Regions from separate parts of the Mus musculus genome. Here region 1 is linked to region 2. The links are chromatin contacts, called in public Hi-C maps. All regions are on one chromosome and are shown on one strand. The core of a region is the stretch at or near the end of the contact, and the rest is flanking DNA. Distances in the headings are between cores, read along the strand shown.

Region 1 (4,744 bases), core at 1,698-4,197, 72 kb after region 2:
TGTTTCGCTCCCCCCCTTCAGGCCTCAGGGCTGCCCACACCACCTGATGTAACTATTTTTAGTTAGCTGATCTTGGCTTCAAACTTTGTTCTGCCACCTGATCATCAGTTCTTGGCTGAGGGACAATACAACAAACCCAAATGTGCCAGCATGCTACCTCCAAGGCCACCAGGCACTGTGCTGGAGGCCAATGTGGATAACATCTCACTGTGAGGAGGCCAGAGAGGCCCAGGGGCAGGAAGCCCAAAGGCGCAGTGGCGTAAGGATAGCAGGGTCAACTGAAACTCTTAGGAGCGGAGGGAAAGGACGAGGAGCAATGTCTCAGCTCACTTGCTGTTCTTCCTGAGGCCAGCATCTGGATCCCAGTACCCGCATCGGGTGGCCACAACTGCCTGTTAACTCCAGCTCCAGGGGACTAACACATTCATCTGGCCTCCGAGACATTCACATACATGTGGCCTTCAGTCATACAGACCCATGAATAAAAATAAAAATAAAAATGAATTAAAACAAAACAAAACAAAAAAACCAACAACAAACCCCCAAAAGCCCAGGTCCGGCCGAAGTGAGCATCTCTAGGTTGGCACATACAACTGAATGTCACTCAAGCAGAAACCACACAAGGTTTCAAACCGTTAAAGAAGCCCATCTAAACTGGAGGAGATCTCATACCCATTGGAAAGTTCCTAGCAAAGAAATTCCAGTTGGTGCCAGAGTGGAAAAGTGGGAAGAGTGTGTACTGCTGCTGGGGATGTAAACTGTCACAGCCACAGGCTTGGGGGACGGCTCAGTGGCTCTCCATACGCTTGCACAGACCCAGCCACCAGTAACTCACAGCCCCCAGTAACTCCAGTTCCAAGGGTATCTGCATACGTGTAGTGCACAGACATAGAAACACTCATAAAATTAACAAATACATCTTGAGGGAAAAAAAAAAAACGACATAGATACGATGGGAAACAACCTGAAGACTCCGCAAAACATTAAAAATACATTTACCATATACCTACCTTTCCCACTGTGCATCTATCTCCAAAGGGATTGGAAGGGATAGCTATACTCTTGTGTGTGTTTACTAGAGCCAAGAGGCAGAAGCAAACCAAATGCCCAGCACCGAGGAACACATAGTCAACGAGAAGGACTGGTGATCTACAACCAGAAACTAAAAATCCAGACCCATTATGAGCCACTGCCAGGCTTCCTAAATGCAACCTTAGTGAAATACAACCACACTCAGACTAACACAATCTAACATGTATTTACTCTCTGGCCCCTTACTGGTAAAATGCACAAGACACCTTGCGTGTGGATGTGGCTCACAACAATATGGGTTCTGTCCTGATGCAAGTCCTCAAGCCCTCTTGCTCACTGCAGTACAGCCCTTAAGAGAGGTCTGGGGCCCTGAACTCAGGAAGGAGTGAGGTACGGGAGTAAGAGGTAAGGTTACAAGGGGCAGGCAGGGCCTGTCTTGCAGGTCCACAGGCCAGTGTGAGCATTCCAGAGTTATTACAAGGGTACTAAGGGAGTGGCACCACCCAACAGAGTCACTGAGACCTTCTAGAATCTTCCTCCAGGAGAACAGATTAAGGAAAATAAACCCTTAGGTGCTACTTTCTTAGCACCCACTGTTTGCTAGACACAATGTTAATTAAGCACAAAGCATGGCTGTAACTCCGTGCCCATGAGCCACTTCACAGTCACCACCCAAGAACCTCAGGAGTGGGCCCAGCTTCCAGATAAACTCTGAGCCAAGGTAGAAAAACTTTGGCCCAGAGGGCATTCCTATAATCTAGCATCTGGTAAGATTAGATAGGAAGGTAGAGAGTTGTAGGTCAATCTGGACTATACAAGGAGACCTTATCTCAAAAAAAGCAAAATCTTTTGGGTAACCTGGTGTTTGTGGCCATGTCCTATCCCGGGAATTCACATGATGAAAAGGAGACAATAACTTCTGAAACTTTTGGCCCTAGTAAACAAAACAACACGCCCCCACCCCCCCAAAAAACAAACAAACAAACAAACAAACAAACAACAACAACAAAAAAAACATGCCCTGGGTCAGAAGTTCTTAAAATCCAGAGTGTGTAGTCTTTCCTACTGCCTGACTTTGGTGTCTTTCACCGCATAACACACAGGGTAGTCAGTCCCATCCCGCAGGCCACAATGCCAAACCCCTCCTTCCTTGGCGGGACAGGGTTGGCCAGGTCCCAGTGCTCAGACAACTAACTGGCCTAGCCACTCTGAGCAGCTCTGAGGGCTGACGTGGGCAGGACGCACAGCAAATGAAGCACTTCAGCTTACAAAAACCGCAGGGGTCTTGACTCTAGCACTGATCGCCCCTCCTCTGCAGCCTCTGACCGGGTAGAATCTGATACCGGTTTTGTTCACATTCTAAGGACTGCGCCCTCTCCGGGGAGTGCACACATTCCACTGAGACTTGGAACTGCCGGTTTCCCTCCTGCTAAGGCCTGGGGACACCTCTTTATTGTACTTCAGTTACTCCCTAGGAGAATCCAGGCCCGGTCCCACACCAATAACTTCCTATATGAAGAGTCGCGAACTCAAACTCTTCAGGGTCCCAAATCCGAGGCTATTGAGAACCGTCCCTCCCAACCCAAGACGTCTCTGGCCAAGACGAGGTTCCCGGAACATCACGGGATAAGGAGAGGGTAGAGACTCTGCGGAGAACCCTTCTCCAACTCGCGCACAGTCCTGGGACTCAGTGGCCCTAGAGTCCCAGCTGTCAACCCCTTCCCAAGTCAGAAAACAGCGAGCAGCCTCTGCTCCAGTGGAGCCCCAGATGCGGGTTCCTGAGGCCACCTCTACCCACAGCTGCAGACCTGGCAGGGTGGAGGGCGGAAGGGGAGCGCTCTCCCCCTCCGTAGCCTGCTTACCTCCCGTAGGAACCTCCGCGTCCGCACAGCCAGTCCCGAACTGGCGCCCGCCAATCCCTGCGCCGCCCACGCCTCCGGGTTCCAATTCTCTGGTCACGCCCCTTCGAGGGACTCTGGACCAATCGAAGCCCTGGCACGCAGGCGGGGGCGGAGCCGGCCCGAGTTCTCCAGAAATGTGCGCGGGCGTAATTAAACCGCTGGACCGTAAACGGGTCAGCAGCGGTTGTGCGTGGGGACGATGGGCTGATTCCTGGTTGGAGTCCGGTTCCCAGCTTTGCTGGTCGCCACACTCAAGACTGAGTCGGCGCTGGTCAGAGGAACAGCCTGTGAGGGAAGCAGGCATGACGGAGTGGTGGGCCCTCAGGTGCCCCTGTTACTATGATGTTACTCTTTTCAGCCACAGAGACACACGTTTTCTTAACGATCAACAGAACTTTATAATTTTTTTCCTAGAGGAAAATGTCAAAAGTACACGGGAGGAAATTAGTTTAGTGGACCCCAGGCATTCATCGTGTAGATCCAAGACGAACAGGTACCCCGCCCTGGCTACTGGTGTCACTTAGAACTCAATTCCAAGGCTGCTTTCCCATCTCACCTGCCCCCACGCAATTCTCATCCACTGTCTTCTGGTTCCTTAAAAACCACTCCCACCCTTCGCCCTCTCCCTCCTTTGTCATTTCAGTGTCACCTCCTCAGAGAGGTCTCCTTGGCCACAAAGCAGCAGTTCTCAACTCCATCCATTTTTTATTGTCTTGTTACCCCTGGCTGACCAGAAATTCTATATGTAGACTAGGCTATCCCTGAACTCATAGAAGCCTTGCCTCTGTCTCTAGACTGCTGGGCTAATATTAGTCTATAGTGTCAGTTTGTGTTGCTAAACTGGTTACATTGAAGAGGGACTAGCTCTGGTTAGCCTGGTACCCGCTGGGCCAAGACCAAACTGGGTTTGGAAGGGGATGGTGTGGCCCTCTGGTGATGGTGTTAGGGGCAGACCCTTCCCTAAACTGTCCCTTAATCCCTACCATCCCCCACATCCTTACCCCACCAGCGCTTATTGATATTTCTTTTAGGTTTGAAGTTTGTTTAATCATTTACAAAATGCACTGCTGTGAATATTTCAGATGGGGAGAAGACACATAAAAATAGAGACTTTTAGCCCCCCCTCCAGTAAACTCACAATCTCAAGTTCTAGAGAAGTACTCCACCAGTGAGATATTATATCTCCAGCCCTGACTTTAGCTCATCTTTAATCATAAGATTTAGGGATCTGGGTGTCATATGCCTGTGATCTCAGCACGCAGGAGGCTGAGGCAGGAGGATGGAGTTTGAGGGCAGCCTGAGCTACATAATGAGACCTTGTCTCAGTCAGTCAATCAAGGATTTGGCAATATTGGTTTATTTATGCAGAGGTCTGGTCGTTTGCTTATATTGTAATGCTAAATTACAATATAATAACAAGGCCAGGTTGCTTCCAGGGAGCCTTGCACATACTCTATAAATTGCCCTATGTAACCTTGCCCCCCAGCTTGTCCCTGATTGGTGAATAAAGCTGCCCACAGCCAATAGTTGGGCAAAAGAGAGATAGGCGTGGTCTTGAGTTCCCCAGTTTGGGGGTCAAGGAGACCTCGACCAGGAGAAAAAAAGGAGGTGAAAAAAAAAGGAAAACGCCATGGGGTAAGAACCTTAAAATAATCTCCATGTGGGGTGGCTAGTTGGAGTTAAGAGCAGCCCAGATGAAACATAGCAAATTATATAATGGAATTATTATATTATATAGCATAGAGGATAGATATCTGCCCAGCTCTTGTGCTGATTAAAGCTTATTGGAAGTATAAAGGTTGTATGTATCC
Region 2 (4,401 bases), core at 1,807-4,306:
ACTTCCCTGCTGTCCTTCTGTCCATCCATCATCTGTATGTATGTATTAGTCAGCATTCTCTAGAGAACAGAACGAATAGAATTATCTATCATCTATCTAGAGAGCAAGTGAGGGGGGATTTATTAGAGTGGCTTGCAGGCTGTGGTCCAGGTAGTCCAACACCGTCTGTCTACCAATGAAACGTCTAAGAACCCCATAGTTGTTCAGTCCATGCGGCTGGATGTCCAAATGGTCTTGCGTATATGCTGGAATCTCAACTAGGTAGTCAGTCCCTAATGCCAATGAAGGAGCAGACTTGCCAGTGAGAGTGAGAGCAAGCAAGCAGGCAAACAGAGACCCAGCTTCCTTCTTCCATATCCTTTACAGAATCCGCCACCAGAAGGCATGGCCCAAACTAAAAGAGGATCTTCCCACCTCAAAAGAGCCAGATTTGGAGCTGGGGAATGGTGGTGCATGCCTTTAATCCCAGCACTCAGGAGGCAGAGGCAGACAGATCTCTTAGTTCTAAGCCAGTCTGCCTACAGAGTGAGCTCCAGGGTAGCCAGGGCCATCTAGAAACCCTATCTCAAACAACCAAACAAACAAATGAAAGATCCAGGTTTGGTAGGGTGGGCCTTCCCCTTCAACTAATTCAATCAAAAAATCCCTCACAGGGCATTACATAGTCTCTGGTTTTAGGTAATTCCAGATGTAGTCCAAGAATAGCTGTCACACATCCTATTGCCTGCCCATTCATTCTGTCTACCTTCCTATCTTTTTTTTTTTGAGACAGGGTTTCTCTGTGTAGCTCTGGCTGTCCTGGAACTCACTTTGTAGACCAGGCTGGCCTCGAACTCAGAAATCCGCCTGCCTCTGCCTCCCAAGTGCTGGGATTAAAGGCGTATGCCACCACTGCCCGGCTTCCTACCAATTCTTAAGACTTCTGTCTCTCCACAGTTGCTAGTGACCACCAAGGCAGAGGCTAATTACCTCCCACTTGCCTCTCACTAGGAGCCTGGCTCTGCCAGACCCTTCCCTTCCCTTAAGTCCCACAGAGAGAACGGACCAGACACCTTCAGTCCTGCCCTGTGCAATGTTCCAGAACATTCAACTTAGCCAGATGCCTAACTGGTTTATTGCTTGACGTCTTCCAGCTCCATTTGAAGGGAGCTTGGCTTGAGGTAGGTGCACAGTGCACACTTTGGAGGCTGAAGCAGGAGGATTGCTATGAGTTTTGCAGCTTCTTGGGCTACACAGTGAGTTCCAGGATACTTAGGACCATGGTGTCCAAAAACAAGCAAACAGATACCCAAACCCAAACAAAAAGAACCAATAAGTAAATACATTCCACTTTTTGAGTCATGTAGGGGAACATGCTGTAATCTCAGAATGCAGGAAGCTGAGACAGAAGGATAACAAGCCCCAGGCCAGCCTGCCCTATATAAATTGTCTCAAAAAACAAAACAAAAAACAAACAAACAAACAAAAACTCTAAACAAAGACGACTGCTGTTTGTGAGGTGATTGTGAAATGTCTATTTTTGAGGTGGGTTGAGTTTTCTGAAAAGCTCAGATGATCCAGTCCAGCCTTTTCTTCTGGTCACCATGAACCACGTGTTTAGGAGTCCCAGGCAGGGGTGGCTCCCTGTGGCAGGCTCCCAGGTGCCCACTGCATAAGCTCTCCATCGGCTGCTTGCTCAAGTCCTCTCCTGACCCCTCTCCCCTCTATCTCTTCTTCCTACTTTCCCGAGAGTATATGCCAAGCAGGGTCTGTGTCACTGGCCTTCCTTCTTACTGCTGACCCCACACACAGCCCCAGGGCTGGGGATAACAACCTGGCACCCACATCTACCTGTGCAGAGCAGGAGAATGAAGGAGAGGTCACTCAGAAGTCTTGCTCAGTGCCTGCCCTAGACAGGAGACAGACTTCTCTGGCAGCTACAAAAATGACTGTCCTCTTTGGTCCCCATGCCCAAGAGACCCTTTCCCTAAATGGTCTGAATAAGTCTGGCCCTAACAGATCTAGATAATTGGGGGCTGAAGCCATGGCTCAGTGAGCGCTTAAGAGCTGGCTGCTCTTGCAGAAGATCCAGGTTCAGTTCCCAGCACACATGGTAGGTTTCAACTGTCTGTAACTCCCACTTCAGGGGATCTGATGCCCTCCTCTGGACTCTGTTGGTATCAGGCATACATGTGGTATACTTACATTGTTGTAAGCAAAACACTCAAATACATACAAATTTTTAAAAATACTTTTTTAAAAAGTCTACATAGCCGGGCAGTGGTGGCACACACCATTAATCTCAGCACTTGGGAGGCAGAGGCAGGCGGATTTCTGGGTTCGAGGCCAGCCTGGTTTACAGAGCGAGTTCCAGGACAGCCAGGACTACACAGAGAAACCCTTTCTCTAAAACAAAACAAAACAAAACAAAACAAAACAAAACAAAACAAAACAAAACAAAACAAAACAAAACAAAACAAAACAAAACAATCTGTTGGTTCTGGGCCTTGTTCATTGTAACCATGTGCTATACCACTGAACCAATCTCAATTATTATTTGAGGACCCTGTCTGACAGTGTAGCCCAGGCTGGCCTGGAATTCATGATTTTCCTATCTTAGTGTCCTGAATTCTTGGATTACAGTGGTGCATAGCTGCAGCCTGCTCCCATAAATATATTTTTAAAATAATTGTAACCTAGGTGTGGAGGTGCAGGCATATAATCGTAGATTTGGGAGCCTGTGGCAGGAAGAGAGTAAATCTGAGGGCAGCTACATCAGCTACATATCAAGACCCTGTCTTAAGCAAACAAAAACGCTTCTGCAGGAGCCTTAATCTCCATTTTCTTTAGCTGTCGTAGTCAGGATTGTATTGCAGGATATTTGGTCACACTGTGGCATGGCTTAGCCCTTAGTACACATCTTTAATTCCAAACAGTGAAGGTAAAGTTAGTTTGTAGAAGGAAGCAGCCATGTTTGAAAGTGATGTCTAATTGAGTAAGACTTGACAGAATAGGAAATGCCCAACTCTCACGAGAAGAGGGAAGAAAGAAAGAAGAAAGGGAAGCTACTTAGGGGACAGTGCAGGAAAAGAGGAAGTGGTTTTATTCGGAGAGTTTTACAGGCACAGGTTACAGAGAGAACAAGATGGGCACCGGTGAAGACAGAAAGAGCCAGAAAATGAGAAGGAGCCAGAAGATTAGAACCAACTGATGGAGTTAGTATGAGGCCAAGCAGAGCAACTCCGGGGAGGCCAAGAGAAGCCGAGTTGAAGCAGTCAGCCTGGAGAGGAGCTTGAGCCGGAGCAGCTGAGCTGACCAGCCAGCCAGAGCTCACAAAGAGCTAGAAAGGGCGAGCTTAGCCTGAAGTCTCAGAGGCTGGAAACATTCTAGGCCTAGTTAAGGCTGTACGGAGGCTAGAGGCTTCCAAGACTAGGCCTAGGTTAGCAGACTGAGGCAGTAAGCCTCAGAGATGGTAATTACATCTGATGAATAATGGTTACATTACAGGCCTGAGCTGCCTGAGCCAACTTTCTCTGTTCTGAGTGTGTACTTGCCTCCTCTCATTTTAGGGGGTAAAGATCAGCCTGCCCTTGGTCACACAGTAGGTCCTTTTCTTCTCTTAAATTGTCTTATCCCTGATTGGAATAGTCTTCTCAGCATGTATTCCTGCTTACACACACACACACACACACACACACACACACACACACACACGATTCAGTCTATACAAGCAATGGGGTTTTGAGGGAGGTGGCAGCTGTTTAGTGTGCATGTTTGTTTTGAGAGAGTCTAAGGCCGGCCTCGAACTCTCAGTCCTTCTGCCTCAGCCTGTTCAGCACTGATGGGTTTCATTGTAGCTCAGGCTGCTCAGAGATGGTCTTCTGACTCAAAGGTGTTTGAATAGAAGCTCCTTCATGTCCACATGAACATGGTTCCTCACTGTGAAGTAATGCAAAGAAAGGAAGCCTTCTCCACCCCTAAAGAACCTAGCTGCCTGCAAAGAAAGATGGCTTGGTGGCAGTTGCAGTCTTTTGTTTCAGCACACCCATGCCTGAAGGGATGGTGAGCAAGACTGGCCCGGGGTGCTCTGAGCCCCAGAGCAGACCAGCTGCTGTGCACTGCCCAAGGCCGATGTGCCTGCCTGGGCCCAGCTGGACACCTTCTGAGCCTGAGGACATGGTTTGGACAGTTTCCTGCAAAGATGGAGTGGGCGGGGGAAAGGTGGCAGGTCAGAGGTCAAACTGGATCTAGCTTGAACTTTAGACCAGCAATTAAGCTAGCCACGCCATCCTTGCCATAGAATTCTTGCTCCATAGAATTTTCTGGATCTATTGGGGACTGTGGCAAAGCAGATGTTGATCTGGAAGTCTCTTGGCTCATCAGGCAAGGGTGAGTCGGTCTCTCAGGCAGGTCTGTATCTAG

The links. A called contact is a pair of places that touch in the nucleus more often than the background predicts.
Region 1: a Hi-C map of bone marrow-derived macrophages shows a contact between it and region 2, with 1.6 times the contacts expected there. The contact joins the promoter of Plekhf1 here to the enhancer-like site in region 2. A contact is called at or near these places in 4 of 39 promoter capture datasets (embryonic stem cells, hematopoietic stem and progenitor cells, liver and 1 more), 23 of 484 Hi-C or Micro-C datasets (CD4 T cells, CD8 T cells, ECoMG-derived neutrophils and 17 more), 2 of 115 datasets of contacts at active chromatin or transcription factors (embryonic stem cells and epiblast stem cells) and 3 of 9 other capture datasets (adipose tissue, embryonic tail and liver).

What each region holds. Positions count from the first base shown.
Region 1 is chr7:38,225,047-38,229,790 of GRCm38.p6, forward strand. Plekhf1 (pleckstrin homology domain containing, family F (with FYVE domain) member 1) reads right to left here and starts at 2,948. Exons shown (of 2, transcript NM_024413.2): 1 at 2,895-2,948.
Region 2 is chr7:38,152,960-38,157,360 of GRCm38.p6, forward strand. No RefSeq gene overlaps it. Among named protein-coding and RNA genes, the nearest start is that of Gm30912, 11 kb to the left of the region's middle. Within about 2 kb of position 3,057, at least 34 of the 459 cell types and tissues checked have an H3K27ac peak or open chromatin away from gene starts, as enhancers often do. A contact at or near this core is called in bone marrow-derived macrophages, where this site is marked.